Linked DNA regions of Mus musculus: region 1 is linked to region 2. A link is a contact called in public HiChIP or PLAC-seq data. All regions are on one chromosome and are shown on one strand. Each heading gives the region's core, a stretch centred on a gene start, on an enhancer-like site or on the middle of the called end of the contact. The rest is flanking DNA. Distances are from core to core; before and after follow the strand shown.

Region 1 (6,945 bases), core at 2,063-4,562, 180 kb after region 2:
TTGTGAGAAACATAAGAGGTGGCAATAAAAGAAATATCAGTACAATGGTATTCTGAGGATATATACTCAGGTAAAGCATAACTTAATTTACAAGGCAGTGCCAGACCATACAGTCATACTCACATTGATTCTGTCATGTTCTTTTATATAGTGTTAACAGTCTCATCAGTTACTGACATTCAGTGCATGGTTAATTGGTTAGTGAATTTGTGAATTAAGAACATGACATTATAAGAGTGCTTAGGAAGGGAGGGCCTTTTAACTATTGGCATTACATCATTAGTCACTAAGTATTACTCCTGAAAATAGTGATTCTGACTGGGAACATAAGTTGCCATAACACTCTGGAAGGTTATATTGTGTCCCTGATTAAATACAATATTCTGGGAATATCAGTATAGCTCAGCAGTAGAATGCTTGCTTAGCATAACAAGGCTCTCAATCAGTCCCAAACACCAAAAGATTCTTGCATATATGCACCAGCTTGCATGTCCAAAAACAAGTGAACTGAAGTGGTTTGTAATAGCTACAAATCTCTCTATAGAGAGGATAGATAATGGATGTTCATATAATGGAATACTTCATGGGAATGGGAATAAGCAAACTGGAAGCAGCATGGATGAATTTCATTGTCAGAATACTGAAAAAGGGCTGAAACTATGTAGTAATTTCTGTATCTTGATTAAATTAACATAAACTTCAGAAATAGTCCCAGATGGCTCTTGAGATTCTATTCACCACATAAGACCAATTTGTCTTAGTATATGCCACATGTCTTAGTCAGGGTTTCTATTCCTGCACAAACATGACCAAGAAGCAAGTTGGGGAGGAAAGGGTTTATTCAGCTTACACTTCCACATTGCTGTTCATCACCAAGGAAGCAGGAGCTGATGCAGAGGCCATGGGAGGGATGTTGCTTACTGGCTTGCTTCCTCTGGCTTGCTCAGCCTGCTCTCTTATAGAACCAAGACTACCAGCCCAGAGCTGGTCCCTCCCACAAGGGGTCTTTCCCCCTTGATCACTAATTGAGAAAATGCCTTGCAACTGGATCTCATGGAGGCATTTCCTCAACTGAAGCTCCTTTCTCAGTGATAACTCCAGCTGTGTCAAGTTGACACACAAAACCAGCCAGTACAATTGGTTTTTAATGTAGGTAGTGCTTACATACTGCTTACATACATACCTACACTGGGTACTCTTAAAATGAAATCACTTTACATCTTCCATTTTATATTTCACAGTAGGGGGAAAAATGACCTCTACCCCAGGCATATAGAGTCAGTCACTAGGTATAAAGCCTAAAAGTCAATATTTTCATTAAGTTTCTCTGATCAGTTTTTTTGTTGTTGTTAGTTTGGTTTGGTTTTTTTTGTTTGTTTGTTTTTTGTTTTTTTGAGACAGGGTTTCTCTGTGTAGTCCTGGCTGTCCTGGAACTCACTTTGTAGACCAGGCTGGCCTCGAACTCAGAAATCCGCCTGCCTCTGCCCTCTGATCAGTTTTAACACATTAAAAGTTATAAATCAGATATCTTGTTGAAATTTTTACTTCTTTGAAGGGAACAAATTAATGAATGTTTTCTGCATTTTTAAATACATCATACACATTTCACACATGCAAAGATAAACTTTTCCCCATAAAGACAGCTGTAGTAAGCAGTTATTGTGAATGCCCTTAAGTTAATAGTCATTCATCCTTCATGTTGAGGTGACTCCTGAAATAGTGGTGAAGTATGACCAGTGACAGACTTGAAAAAGGAAAAAGTATAAAACAGTCATTACATCATTTGGGTCTTCTTTCTCCCAGGATAATCTCTTGATACTTCCTTAATAATTAGTTCCTTAATGATTAATTGATTCCCCCTTTGGATTATCAAGAGCTTGCTAAATAGCAAGCACTTTTTTATAGTTGGGGAGCATCTCACTGTATATCCTTGGCTGCTTGGAACTCACTGTGTATACCAGGTCGCCCTCAAACTCGAGAGATCTACCACACTACCTTAAAAATGAAGAGGAGAAAATGAAATAAGGGTTTTCATTTCATTTAAATATCTTTCTAGGCCAGTTGGACAAATGCAAGTAAAAAGCAACGTGAAAAGCTCCTTGAGCTGATTCGTCGTCTTGCAGAAGATGATAAAGATGGTGTGATGGCACATAAAGTATTGAACCTTCTGTGGAATCTAGCTCACAGTGATGATGTGCCTGTAGATATCATGGATTTGGCTCTCAGTGCTCACATCAAAATACTAGATTATAGTTGCTCCCAGGTAAGGAGGTGGTGTTTGGCTTGGTTGTATTACTTTTGTGCCCCTACAGTACTAGGTAGTATGGCTAAAGTACAGGATAATTTTAGGTTATTTTAGCATTATCTTTTTAATGATTTTAAGAATTGATGTTTATTTAAGCCTGCCTTTCTTAGGTCTCTACAATAATGTTTTAAGATCCATCTGAGTCTCTGGAAGAGGAGGTACAAACAATAGGCCATTTAGTGATAATGTTGTCAAATGTATGGTAAAGGAATCAAATAGATCATAAAATATTAAGGCTGAGTTAGAAACTTTGGAAATAAATATTTTCTTTGCTCATAAAAGATAAAGAATAATTAGAATTTTCTAGGTAGTAGATTCTAATGTCAGGGTGTTGCATTAGCATGTTAATGCATGATTTTATTATGAGATAGAATCTTTTTAAGTTAAAACAAATCTCAAACCTAGTAAATTATAATCAAACTTTACTGAATGTATGTGATAAATTTTAGGATTTTACTTTTTAGAGTTTGGTAGTAAATATGAAGTTAAGATATACCTAGAGCACTTTAAAAAAATTAAACTCTTAGAGTTACAGTATATTTTATATTTATCATGTTAATCTTATAAGAAAAACCGACTTTATAATTCCATGGATTATTGGAATTTAGCTTAATTTCCTTATACATTTATCTTTAAATACTGTGACTTAGAATTTTCCCGAGTATTGATCTATATAATAAAACACTGAAATTGTTTAAGGACCGGGACACCCAAAAGATCCAGTGGATTGATCGCTTCATAGAAGAACTTCGCACAAATGACAAATGGGTCATTCCTGCACTGAAACAAATTAGAGAAATTTGTAGTTTGTTTGGTGAAGCACCTCAAAATTTGAGGTAAGACTTTTAAAACTAGACAGTTTAAATATTTTTATTTATGGTTTGTTAATTTCAATTTGTAAAAGAAAATTTTAAAGAAAGTTAATGAAGTGCCAGGAAACTAAGAAGAAAAGGGCTCCTTTTGGAACAAAAGAATCTTTTGTCATTCCTACATCCTTTGTTTCATTGATATGGAAAGTAAGCCATGATTAAGTGATCAGTACTAAAATCTAAGTGATCTTGCTGTTTGATGCTGTGTCACATGGTAGTTTTCACACCAAAAAAAAAAGATTGTTTTTTTAATTTTTAAAGTTAGTTTAGAAGATTAAATTGCATGGAGATTTAAATGATAGTAGATGGAATGATAGAACACTGGATTTTTTAATTTTTTAAGATTTATTTTATTTATTATATGTAAGAGAAGAGGACATCAGATTTCATTACAGATGGTTGTGAGCCACCATGTGGTTGCTGGGATTTGAACTCGGGACTTTCAGAAGAGCAGTCAGTGCTCTTAACTGCTGAGCCATCTCTCTAGCCCCTGAATTTTTTAAATATTTCTTAAGTATACTTTAGGCCAGCGATGGTGGTACACACCCTTAATCTAAGCATTTTGGAATCAGAGGTAGATAGATTTTTGTGGTTTCCAGATCAACCTGGTTTACACAATTAGGTCTAGGCCAGCCACGACTACAGAGTGAAACCCTATCTCAAATGGAAAAAAACAAAAACAAAGAAACTCCAAAAATGAAAAATAAATAACAAAAAACTTAGGTGTTGAAAAAATGGTACAATGCTTAAGAATTCTAGGTAGTCTTCCAGAGGACTAAACTTCAGATCACAACTATTTGTAATTCAATTTTTAGGAGATCCCATGCCCTCTTCTGGCCTCAGTATGTACTGAATATACATGGTGCACAGACACACGTGTAATAAAAATAAATATTTTTAAAAGAAGAAAGAAAGCGAGTTAATGGATTAAAAAAAAATGTACTATTTTAAGGTTCCAAAATCTGTTTATAAGTACAATTTGTCCTCTTATTTTCTGGGCATGAGTTAGAATGGTTGACATAGAAAGGAAAAATTATGTGGCATGAAAGAAAGCTTGAGTGTAGTGGAACTAATATTCATAAATGAAGTGTGAACAATGAAATCATATAATCTCGGGAGTATTCTTTAAATAATCATGGTTTCCTTGTATAATAGATGCAGGTGGAGGAAAAGGTAATGTTTGTCAAAGTAATGTATTTTGAGTATGTTTGGCCCAGGGTACATATGCCACTTAACCTTTCTGAAATTTATTAACTCTCAGGTAGACATAGTATTCAGCAACTCCTAGAAATTAATGACCTTGTCTATACTAGAATATGAAAGTTGTACTATCTATGAAAGTTGACTGTGAAATTTGTTGTGTGACAAGAACAACTTGGCTGCAAACCAAATGTTCCCAGGGAATAACTTAAACAGCTAGTAGTTTTTAAAATATTATTACTTTTTTTTTTTTTTTACTTTTGGGGGGTAGGAACTCGTTTTTGTATGGCAGTCAGAGAACAACATGTTCTCACCTTCAAAAATGAAAATAATGGGGATCAAGCTCAGGTTTTCAAGCTGGCAGCAAGTGCCTTTTCCTGCTAAGCCATCTGTTTGGCTTCTAATAATACTAATAATTAAAAAGTAAAAAACATTGGCCAGCAATTGGCAATGCTGGTTCTACAAAGAAGTTTGGATTTTTGGAATTTTCAAAAAGTCATGTATTCTTATAAAAATGCTTTGCTACTGCCATATTATAATAGATACAACTGATTCTTGCTTTTCAAGTAATACCATTTTTAATTTTTAACACTAATTTCTTTTAAGTTGCTTAATGTCATTAAGGAAGTAAATGAGTAAAGCTGGCTTTTGAGTTTTTAATTAGTAGCTAATAATTTAGTGGTGATAAACAGTTGATTGCAAGAGTTTAATTGCCTAATTATATTGTTAAGCTCTTCTCGTTTCAGTCAAAGTCAGCGAAGTCCCCATGTATTTTATCGCCATGACTTAATCAATCAACTTCAGCACAATCATGCCCTAGTTACTTTGGTAGCAGAAAACCTTGCAACTTACATGGAAAGCATGAGAATGTATGGCAGAGGTATGTATTGTAAGATAATTGAACTGTGAGAAATAACAGTGATTGCCATTTTCTATTAGGAGTAACAATTATATTTTTATTTATTTTTTATTTCAATCTTTTTTTTTTACAGTCTAGACTCTATACTCCTCCCAGTCCACCCTCATGACTGTTCCACATTCCATACCTCCTCCTCTATCCCCTAACCTGGTCTTCCTGAGGGTGTCCCCATCCTTCCTATCCCCTACCCAGCAGGCCTCCCCACTTCCTGGGGCCTCTAGTCTCTTGAGGGTTAAGTGCATCTTCTCTGACTGAACCCAGTCCAGGAAGTCCTCTGCTGTATATGTGTTGGGGGCTTATATCAGCTGGCATATGCTGCCTGGTTGGTGGTCCAGTGTCTGAGAGATCTCAGGGCTCCAGGCTAATTGAGACTGCTGGTCCTCCTACAGCTTGTTAACCACCTCCTTAGCTTTTTCCATTCCAGCTTTTCCCTAATTCATCCACAGGGATTAGCAGCTTCTGTCCATTGGTTGAGTGTAAATATCTGCATCTGACTCTTTCAGCTGCTTGTTGGGTCTTTCAGAGAACAATCATGATAGGTTCCTTTTTGTGAGCACTCCATAGCCTCAGTAATGGTCAGGCCTTCCTTTAAGCTGGATCCCACTTTGGGCCTGTCACTGGACCTTCTTTTCCTCAGGCTCCTCTCCATTTCCATCCCTGTAATTTTTTCAGACAGGAACAGTTCTGGGTCAGAGGTTTTGACTGGGATGGCAACCCCATCCCTCACTTGATGCCCTTTCTACTGGAGGTGGGCTCTATAAGTTTCCTCTCCTCACTATAGGGCATTTGATCCGAGGTCCCTCCCTTTGAGTCCTGAGAGTCTCTCACCTCCCAGATCTCTGGTACATTCTAAAGCCCCCGCCACCCACCGTGTTGCCTGTTTGATTCTTTCTGCTGGCCCTCAGGGCTTCAGTCCTTTTCCCCCCTCCCAATACCTAATCATGGTCCCCTCTTCTCCCTGTCCCTTTCTCACCCAGGTGCCTCCCTCCCTCTCTCCCTCCCCCCTCCTTTGGATTTGTTCTCCCTCCCAAGTGGGGTTGAGATGTCCTCACTTGGGCCCTTTGGCTTGTTAACCTTCTTGAGTTCTGTGGACTGTATCCTGGGTTCTGTACATTTTTTGGCTAATATCCACTTACTAGTGAGTATCATACATGTCCTTTTGGGTCTGAGTTATGTCATTCAGGATGATAATTTCTAGATCCCTCCATTTGCCATCTTGAGATTGTAGACAAAGCTGCCCTTGATCTCACTGAAATCTGCTTGCTTCTGCCTCCAAGTACTGGAACTAAAGGCATATACACCACTATACCCAGCACCATCTTCTATATTAACTTTCTTAAAGGAAGATGGACTTATTAAAATTCTTACCAATATTTGCTTATGTGTTATGACTGCTAGTGCTTTCATGTGCTGGTGCCTACCAATCTTTCCGGAGTTTTTTTGTATAGACAAAAAAATGTGTAAACCACCTTTCAGTTGTCACTGAGGCTTTAGTTCACTGGTAACATTATTACTTTGCTGACCTCAATTGATACTTACTAGAAAAGTGACTTACCTCATTCGTTGCTTTTCCTTGTTCTCAGCCATGAAGTACAAGGTCTATATGGGTTTTAAAATACTGTTATTAAATAGTTTGTTAGCATTTTCCACTT
Region 2 (7,646 bases), core at 536-3,035:
CACCCACAAGGGGCCTTTCCCCCTTGATCACTAATTGAGAAAATGCCTTACAGCTGGATCTCATGGAGGCATTTTCCCAACTGAAGCTCCCTTCTCAGTGATATTCCAGCCTGCGTCAAGTTGACACACAAAATCAGCTAGTAGAAAGATGAAAAATCTTAAGTTAATATTACAAAATATTAACAACTCAATAGCAAAACAAAACAAAAACCTGATTTTAAAATGGACAAAGAAGCTGGAGCAGTGGTGGCACACGCCTTTAATCCCAGCCCTTGGGAGGCAGAGGCAGTCGGATTTCTGAGTTCGAGGCCAGCCTGGTCTACAGAGTGAGTTCCAGGACAGCCAGAGCTATACAGAGAAACCCTGTCTCGAAAAACCAGAAAAAAACCCAAACCAAAACAATAAAATGGACAAAGGAGTCGACAGGCATTTCTCATGAGAAGTGCTGAGACTCTTGTGAAACCGCTCATCTTCACTAAACTATGAGCAAACCGCAGATGAAAACCACCAAGAGGTATCTTGTCACACCTCACCGGGGGCATGATAAAAATAAATAAGTAAATAATAAAAGAAAAAAATGACTAGTGATAACAAAGATGTGGAGAAATTGGGCCCTTGCTGGGCTGGAAGTAGCTGTGAAGTTTCCTTTAAAAAAATCTATGTACAGGCCAGGCAGTGGTGGTGCACACCTTTAATCCCAGCACTTGGGAGGCAGAGGCAGGAGGATTTCTGAGTTCGAGGCCAGCCTGGTCTACAGTGTGAGTTCCAGGACAGCCAAGGCTACACAGAGAAACAATGTCTTGAAAACCAAACAAATCTATGCACAACCTAAAGCCTTCTGAGTCCACCAAGCCTGCTTGTGCTTATTAGAAGCAAAAGCAGGAGCTCTCTCCTCTCTTTCTCCTCACTCTCTGTCTGTCTGTCTGTCTGTCTCCCCCCCCCCCCCACTCACTTACTCACTCACACACTCTCTCCTCTCTATCTCCCCAACTCAGTGTCTGTGTTTTGTATGTGCAAGATAACCTCCCAGTCTGCCTCTCATACAGCACTGGGATTACAGGCATGCCTTAGGCTAGGCCACGCTTTTTATACAAGCGCTGAAGATTTGAACTTCTCATGCTTGAGCATCGAGTGATACTTATTTGCTGAGCCATCTTTCAGCTCTGAAATCAGTGACCCATGTTCACTGTAGCAGTATTCAAGATAGCCACGATATGGAAGCAACTAAAATGACTGTTGAAATGAATCGAGAAAACAACCGACCGGGAATGTAGCTCAGGTTGTAGAATGCTTGCCTACATGCTCCAAGCCCTGGGTTCCATCTTTAGCCTTTAGCACTACACAAACTAGCTGTGGTGGTGCATTCCTGTAGTTCCCACCATCCAGGAGGTGAGGGTAGAAATATCAGAAGTTCACATTTCTTTTAAAATCAGCTTGGGGCCATAGCTTGCACGCCTAGAATGCTTGTGGCCTTGGCTTCCTTTCCCAGGAGGCCATAAACTGGGTGTGGTGGCGCTGTGAAATCAGCACTGGGTGAGGAGGGAGGTAGAGGCTGGAGGTTCAGGCGTTCAAGGCCATCTTTGGCTACACAGAGTTCAAGACCAGCCCCCATTATTCAAGACTATGTTTCAAAACAAAATTAAAAAAAAAAAAGAACAAAAGGTTCCGTTATGCAAGATGAAAAGGCCCTGTAGATCATTGTGCGACACAGTGCTTAGACTTATGACTGAGGCGGCCACGCTCTGCGGGTCGCGGAGGCGGGCAGAGGCGGAGCCGCAGGAGCCCGGCCCGGCGGCCCCAGGGGCGGTGGCAGCCCAGCAGGCGTCTCGCGGGGCCTCTTTGCTTCCACACTCGTCTCAGAGGACCCAAAAGGAAGGATGTCGTCGGGGCTTAAGGCCGAGCTGGAGTTCCTAGCGTCCATCTTCGACCAGGACCACGAGCGGCTGCGCATCGTGAGCTGGCAGCTGGATGAGCTGCAGTGTCAGTTCCTGGTGCCGCCGGCGCCCGCGGGCAGCCCGCCCTCGCCGCCGCTCACCCTGCACTGCTCCATCACCGAGTCCTACCCATCTTCGCCGCCGATATGGTTCGTGGACTCTGACGATCCAGATCTCACATCGATCCTGGAACGACTGGAAGATTCGAAGCCCAACAGTTCGCTTCGTCAGCAGCTCAAGTGGCTGATCTGTGAACTCTGCAGCTTATATAACCTGCCTGAGCACCTGGATATGGAGATGCTGGACCAGCCGGTCCCCATGGCTCAGAAGGCGACCATCGAAGAGGTGCCTTCAGAAGATGAAGGTGAAGATGCAGCTGACGGGGTGGAAGACTTGGACCATTATGAGCTGAAAGAAGGAGGAGGAGGAGGAGGAGGAGGAGGAGGAGAAGAAGAAGAAGAAGAAGAGGCTAGTAGCGAGAAAAAGTCAGAGGATGAAGGGCTTGAGAAAGAGCATTTGGCAATATTAGAGAATATCAAGAAGAGCCAAAGGCAAGAGCATTTGAATGGTACCGTGTCTGGCTCGGTGCATGCTTCAAACAGACTTATGAAAGAACTCAGAGATATATACAGATCGCAGAGCTACAAATCGGGGACTTATTCCGTGGAACTGATAAACGACAGCTTATATGACTGGCACGTTAAACTGAGGAAGGTTGACCCCGATAGTCCCTTGTACGGTGACCTTCAGCTCTTGAATGAAAAAGAAGGCATTGACTATATTTTGCTTAACTTCTCTTTCAAAGATAACTTTCCGTTTGATCCTCCATTTGTTCGCGTCGAGTTGCCTATTCTCTCTGGAGGGTATGTTTTGGGTGGAGGGGCGTTGTGTATGGAACTGCTCACCAAACAGGGCTGGAGCAGCGCCTACTCCATTGAATCAGTCATCATGCAGATCAATGCCACCTTAGTCAAAGGCAAGGCCAGGGTGCGCTTTGGAGCAGATAAGAATCAATATAATCTAGAAACAGCCCAACAGTCCTATGACTCCGTCGTGCAGATGCATGAGAAAAAGGGCTGGTTCACTCCTCCAAAGGAAGATGGGTAAATAGTAGACTGTGGTGTATTTGGAACAAGGTAGCTTTAAAGACACAAACAAGCTTTGCATATCTTTGTAACAGTAGTGCGGAAGATATTAGCTAATTGGTGTTTTAGTGGATAAACTGTCAACTGACCACCAGTAGAAGTCCCAACCTTTTCATTTTGCTTACTGTGGGGGTCTTGGGCTGAACTGTGAGCCTTTACTGTGGTTTTCCCTGATAAATAATCATAGTGTCCATTTTTTTGTCATCATCTGTTTTCCTTGATTCCGTGAAATGTGTTAAGTAGGCCAGTCAGTTGTGACTTTATAATTTTTGTTTATTGGGCTATTGGGGGAGGGGGGATAATGAGTATTTACAAACATTTGTTCCATTTAGTGCCAATAAAAGTTTTGCCAGTGTCCAATCCTGGCTTAAAAGAGTTTTTTGGTCTCTGTGTGTTGTTTGTGTGATGCTGCGGATGGAACCCAGGGCCTCCTGCGTGCTACACGACCTATCCCATTGAGTTGCGTTCCCAGTTGAATGGTTATGTCTTCTCAACTACAGTCTTTTAGGGTGTAAAGCCATTTGATTGCCTAAATAATGATAAGAACTTTGCTCATGAATTAATAACATTTTTATGGCCAGATTTATGCTATGAACTATTTCCTAAGGCTGGACTCTTGAAACTGAGTTATACTGTACTTGGGCAAAGCAATCAAGGCTTGTTAGCACTCATTTGCACTGGTCGTGCTTAGCAAACTCTTTCTCCGCTTCCTCTGCCCCTTCTTTGAGACAGGGTTTCAGTTACCCGAGGTTGGCCAGGAGCTCTGGATCCTTCTGCCTCTATGTCCCAGGTACTGATGAGTTTGTTTCTTGTTGGTTCGATATTTTTTATGAAGCAGAGCCACAGTCTATAGCTTTGGGTTAGTTGTGAAACACTGCCATTCTTCCTTTCCATTTTACTAACCGGATGCTGCAATTTGTTGTAGACTGATAAACTTTATGAATTGCTCAGCAGAAGTTACATATTTAAGTTCCACGAGTACTTAATTTGGAGACTTCTATTTTTTTTTCTACTGTCATAACAATGAATGACTGTGCATCAAAGAACTAATAGGAACTTTGTATGTGTCAACTCCTTTATAGGGTGTGACTTTATAGGGTGTGAATCAGTGTACTTTCCATTTTCTTACCTCACCCAGTTGTGTCCCCTTAAGTTGGTAATGGTTGGATTTAATCGTGTATATGAATGTGTGTGGAGTGGGGTATATGCACTCGAGTGCAGATGTCTTCAGGGGCTGGAAGGCATCAAACCAAATTTGGGTCTTCTGCAAGACTAGTATGCATTTAATGGCTGAGCCATCTCTCCAGCCCCTCTACTTTGTTATTTTTGAGACAGAATCATTCATGGAACCTGGAGATCACCAGTGGTCTAGGCTTGGCTAGCCAGTGAGTCCCAGTTCTTGGATTATAGAGCTTCCCAGTTACAACTTCAAAGCTCTGGGATTACAGGCAAGTGCCAGGACATCCAGCTTCTCGTGTGGGTACTGGAGATGTACACGCAGGTCCTGGGACTTATGCAGCAAGCACTTTACCCAGGGCACCATTCCCCTCCCCTACAACTGCTTTAACATTCACATATCAACTACATTAACCATACCCAAGAGACATGGCTCTTGTGCATTATTGTATATGTTCAAATTTTTAAAATTCTATTTTGGTTACAAGGGCAGGCAATCACGATTTGTGGGCCAGGCCTAGTGGCCCAGATTTGTAATCCCAATTACTCAGGATCTTGAGGCAGGAGGCTTGATAGTTCAAGGCCTGCCTGAGCAATTGTTACCATTCAGCCCGGGTTAAGATACCATCTCAAAATTAAAAGTTGTAAACAAGACAAAAGAAAAAATAATTTTTAAAAAGAGTAAGAATTAGAAGTGAAAAGGGGCATGTGTATAGGGGGAACTAGGAACGTAGCTCAGTGGTATAACCAGTGCGTAGCATTCACAAGTCCCTAGGTTTCAGTCCCACCAGGACCCCCACACCCCCCCCCCGCACCCCATTTCATTTTTCTGGCATTCTCCCTCACTTGGTTACATTTACACAGCATTTTGGCCAGTTCTGGTAAACTGTGACAAGGCAGAATCATCTAAAGCGTTACAATTCCCTAACCATTCAAGTTCCTCGAGCCGATAGCCAAATCTTGAACACACTACCGAATTCTGCCACACCCTAATTGATATCTGAACATTGATAGCTTTAGTTCCCTTTGTCATCGAAGATGTATTGAGTAGTACATGGTAAGCTTTATAAAACTGAATCGAATGTACAAACAATCATGAAAACGACTGGGGCTAGAGAGCTGGCTCAGCAGTTAAGAGCATTGTCCTGCTCTTGCAGAGGACTTGAGCTTGCTCCTAGCATCCACCACAGGCAGCCCACAACTGCTGGCCACCCTGTGCCTCTGACCTCTGAGCACTGCATTCACAAATCCACACTGAGACACACATGCATACACACAGTTACAAATAAAAATGAAATAGTTTAAAGACAGCTGTTGTTGCTGTTATTATTATTAGACTTTTTAGAGACAGGGTTTCTCTATGTAACCCTGGCTGTCCTGGAACTCTTGCTCTGTAGATCAAGTTGGCCTTGAACTCAAAGATCCACTTCTCTGTGCCTCCCATTAAAGATAGTTATTAATACTGTACCATACATTTAAATAATAAGAATAAAAACTCAGATAATGTACTTTCAGGAACTTGCTAGGAAGGCCAGGTTGGCCTCAAACACATGGAAATCCACATGTCTTATGGCTTCCAAATACGGGATTAAAGATCCTTACCTGCCCCCCCCCCCCCCCACTTTTGACACAGGGTCTTAGCAGGTCTGGAACTCTCTAGACAAGCTTGGCCTCAAATTCACAAAGATCTGTCTGCCTCTGCCTCTGCCTCTGCCTCTGCCTCTGCCTCTGCCTCTGCCTCTGCCTCTGCCTCTGCCTCTGCCTCTGCCTCTGCCTCTGCCTCTGCCTCTGCCTCCAAGATGCTGAAATTAAAGGTATATGCTACCACGCCTGGCTTGCCACCAATTTATTATTATTATTATTATTATTATTATTATTTGCTGGGTGTGGGGAATTGGAATCAGAGTTTTTCTGTGTGTAGCCCTGGCTGTCCTGGAACTCACTATGTAGACCAGGCTGGCCTGGGATTCACAGAGTTCACAGCCTGCCTTTGACTCCCAAGAGCTGGGATCAAAGGCATGAGCACCATCTAAGGCACAAATCTTTTCTTTCAAAAACAAAGGGTTGAAGCAAACAGTGGTGGCATTACCTGCTGAGACAATTTGCTACCTTTAGTCCCTGCAGCTGAATCACAAATTCCTTGAAATTAGAGCCACTGTCCCTCACTTCCATGGCTGCAGAAGATTTGGGGCAAGAGTGGCTGGGATGAAGGCTGAAAGCCATACAGACTGACATTTTTACAGCTGACTTGTCAGATGGAAGATGACCTTTCTTCTGGATAGCTAGCTAACAGAGTTGAAAACTGCTTTAAGGTGCGAATGGTAGAGCACACCTTTAAATCTAGCACTCAGAAGACAAAGGCAGATGGATCTCTGTGAGGCTGAGGCCAGCTTTGGGCCACATAGTGAGTTCTATGCAAGCCACAGTCTGTCTGTCTGTCTCTCTCTCTATCACACTCTGTGTCTCTGTGTCTGTCTCTCTCGATCTCTGTCTCTCTCTCTCTTTCTGAAGAGTTTATTTCACTATAAGACTAGGACAGGGCATTATTGCACACACTGGTAATACCAGCTTTAGGGAGCCTGAGACAGGTGGGTCAACAGTTCCGTGTCAGCTTGGGCTACACAGTGAATTCCAGACTATCTTGCCTCAACACGGACACACGCACACACGCACACACACACACACACACACACACACACACACACACACACACACAAATATATTGAAAAGGATGCAAGAACATGTGTGGTAGCTAAGCCAAAGTGGATTCTATCCACATTGAGAAAGTGTTGTGTCTGGAACAAGAGGTTCTGTCTGAAACTGGATGTTCCCTCCCAGGCACCGTTAAGACAGAACCTGGCCAGGCGTGGTGGCGCACGCCTTTAATCCCAGCACTCGGGAGGCAGAGGCAGGCAGATTTCTGAGTTTGAGGACAGCCTGGTCTACAGAGTGAGTTCCAGGACAGCCAGGGCTATACAGAGAAACCCTGTCTCAAAAAAACCAAAGACAGAACCTGAGAGACCAGACAACCTTTAGAGAAAGAAAGCCAGGCTCTTGGAAAGTCACCAATACAAGAACCTTGTATTATTAAGAACATTTGTTATAAACTCAACACCCTGTAGTTTTCCTGTCAGGAATTTTAGAAAACGCTGTAAAAGATAACATCGTATGAATTCCTTGAATTAAAGGGTTTTTTTAAAAAAGTATTCATTCTTTCTGAGATAATAAGTAACTCCGTAGACCAGGCTGGCCTTGAATTCAATGACCTCCTGCCTCAGCCTCCTGATTGCTGGGATTCCAGGGATGCCTCCACACCCAGCTCCCTTTTGCCTTGAGATAGTGGAGCCCCAGGACAGGGCAAAGGTGATTCAGACAGGTCTCATGAACCCCT

The links. HiChIP or PLAC-seq counts read pairs in DNA pulled down with a chosen protein or histone mark.
Region 1: a contact with region 2 is called in an H3K27ac HiChIP or PLAC-seq map of embryonic stem cells, with 5 read pairs. The contact joins the enhancer-like site here to the promoter of AA414768 in region 2. A contact is called at or near these places in 1 of 484 Hi-C or Micro-C datasets (embryonic stem cells), 9 of 115 datasets of contacts at active chromatin or transcription factors (the 230-238 cell line, embryonic stem cells and large pre-B cells) and 1 of 9 other capture datasets (pancreatic islet).

Annotation. Positions count from the first base shown.
Region 1 is chrX:13,111,504-13,118,448 of GRCm38.p6, forward strand. Usp9x (ubiquitin specific peptidase 9, X chromosome) reads left to right here. Exons shown (of 45, transcript NM_009481.2): 12 at 2,057-2,263; 13 at 3,005-3,141; 14 at 5,121-5,254. Among named protein-coding and RNA genes, the nearest start is that of Usp9x, 43 kb to the left of the region's middle. Within about 2 kb of position 3,313, at least 1 of the 459 cell types and tissues checked has an H3K27ac peak or open chromatin away from gene starts, as enhancers often do. A contact at or near this core is called in embryonic stem cells, where this site is marked.
Region 2 is chrX:12,935,088-12,942,733 of GRCm38.p6, forward strand. It overlaps AA414768 (expressed sequence AA414768), which reads left to right and starts at 1,786. Exons shown (of 1, transcript NM_001272033.1): 1 at 1,786-3,454. The coding sequence starts at 1,878. The coding sequence ends at 3,041.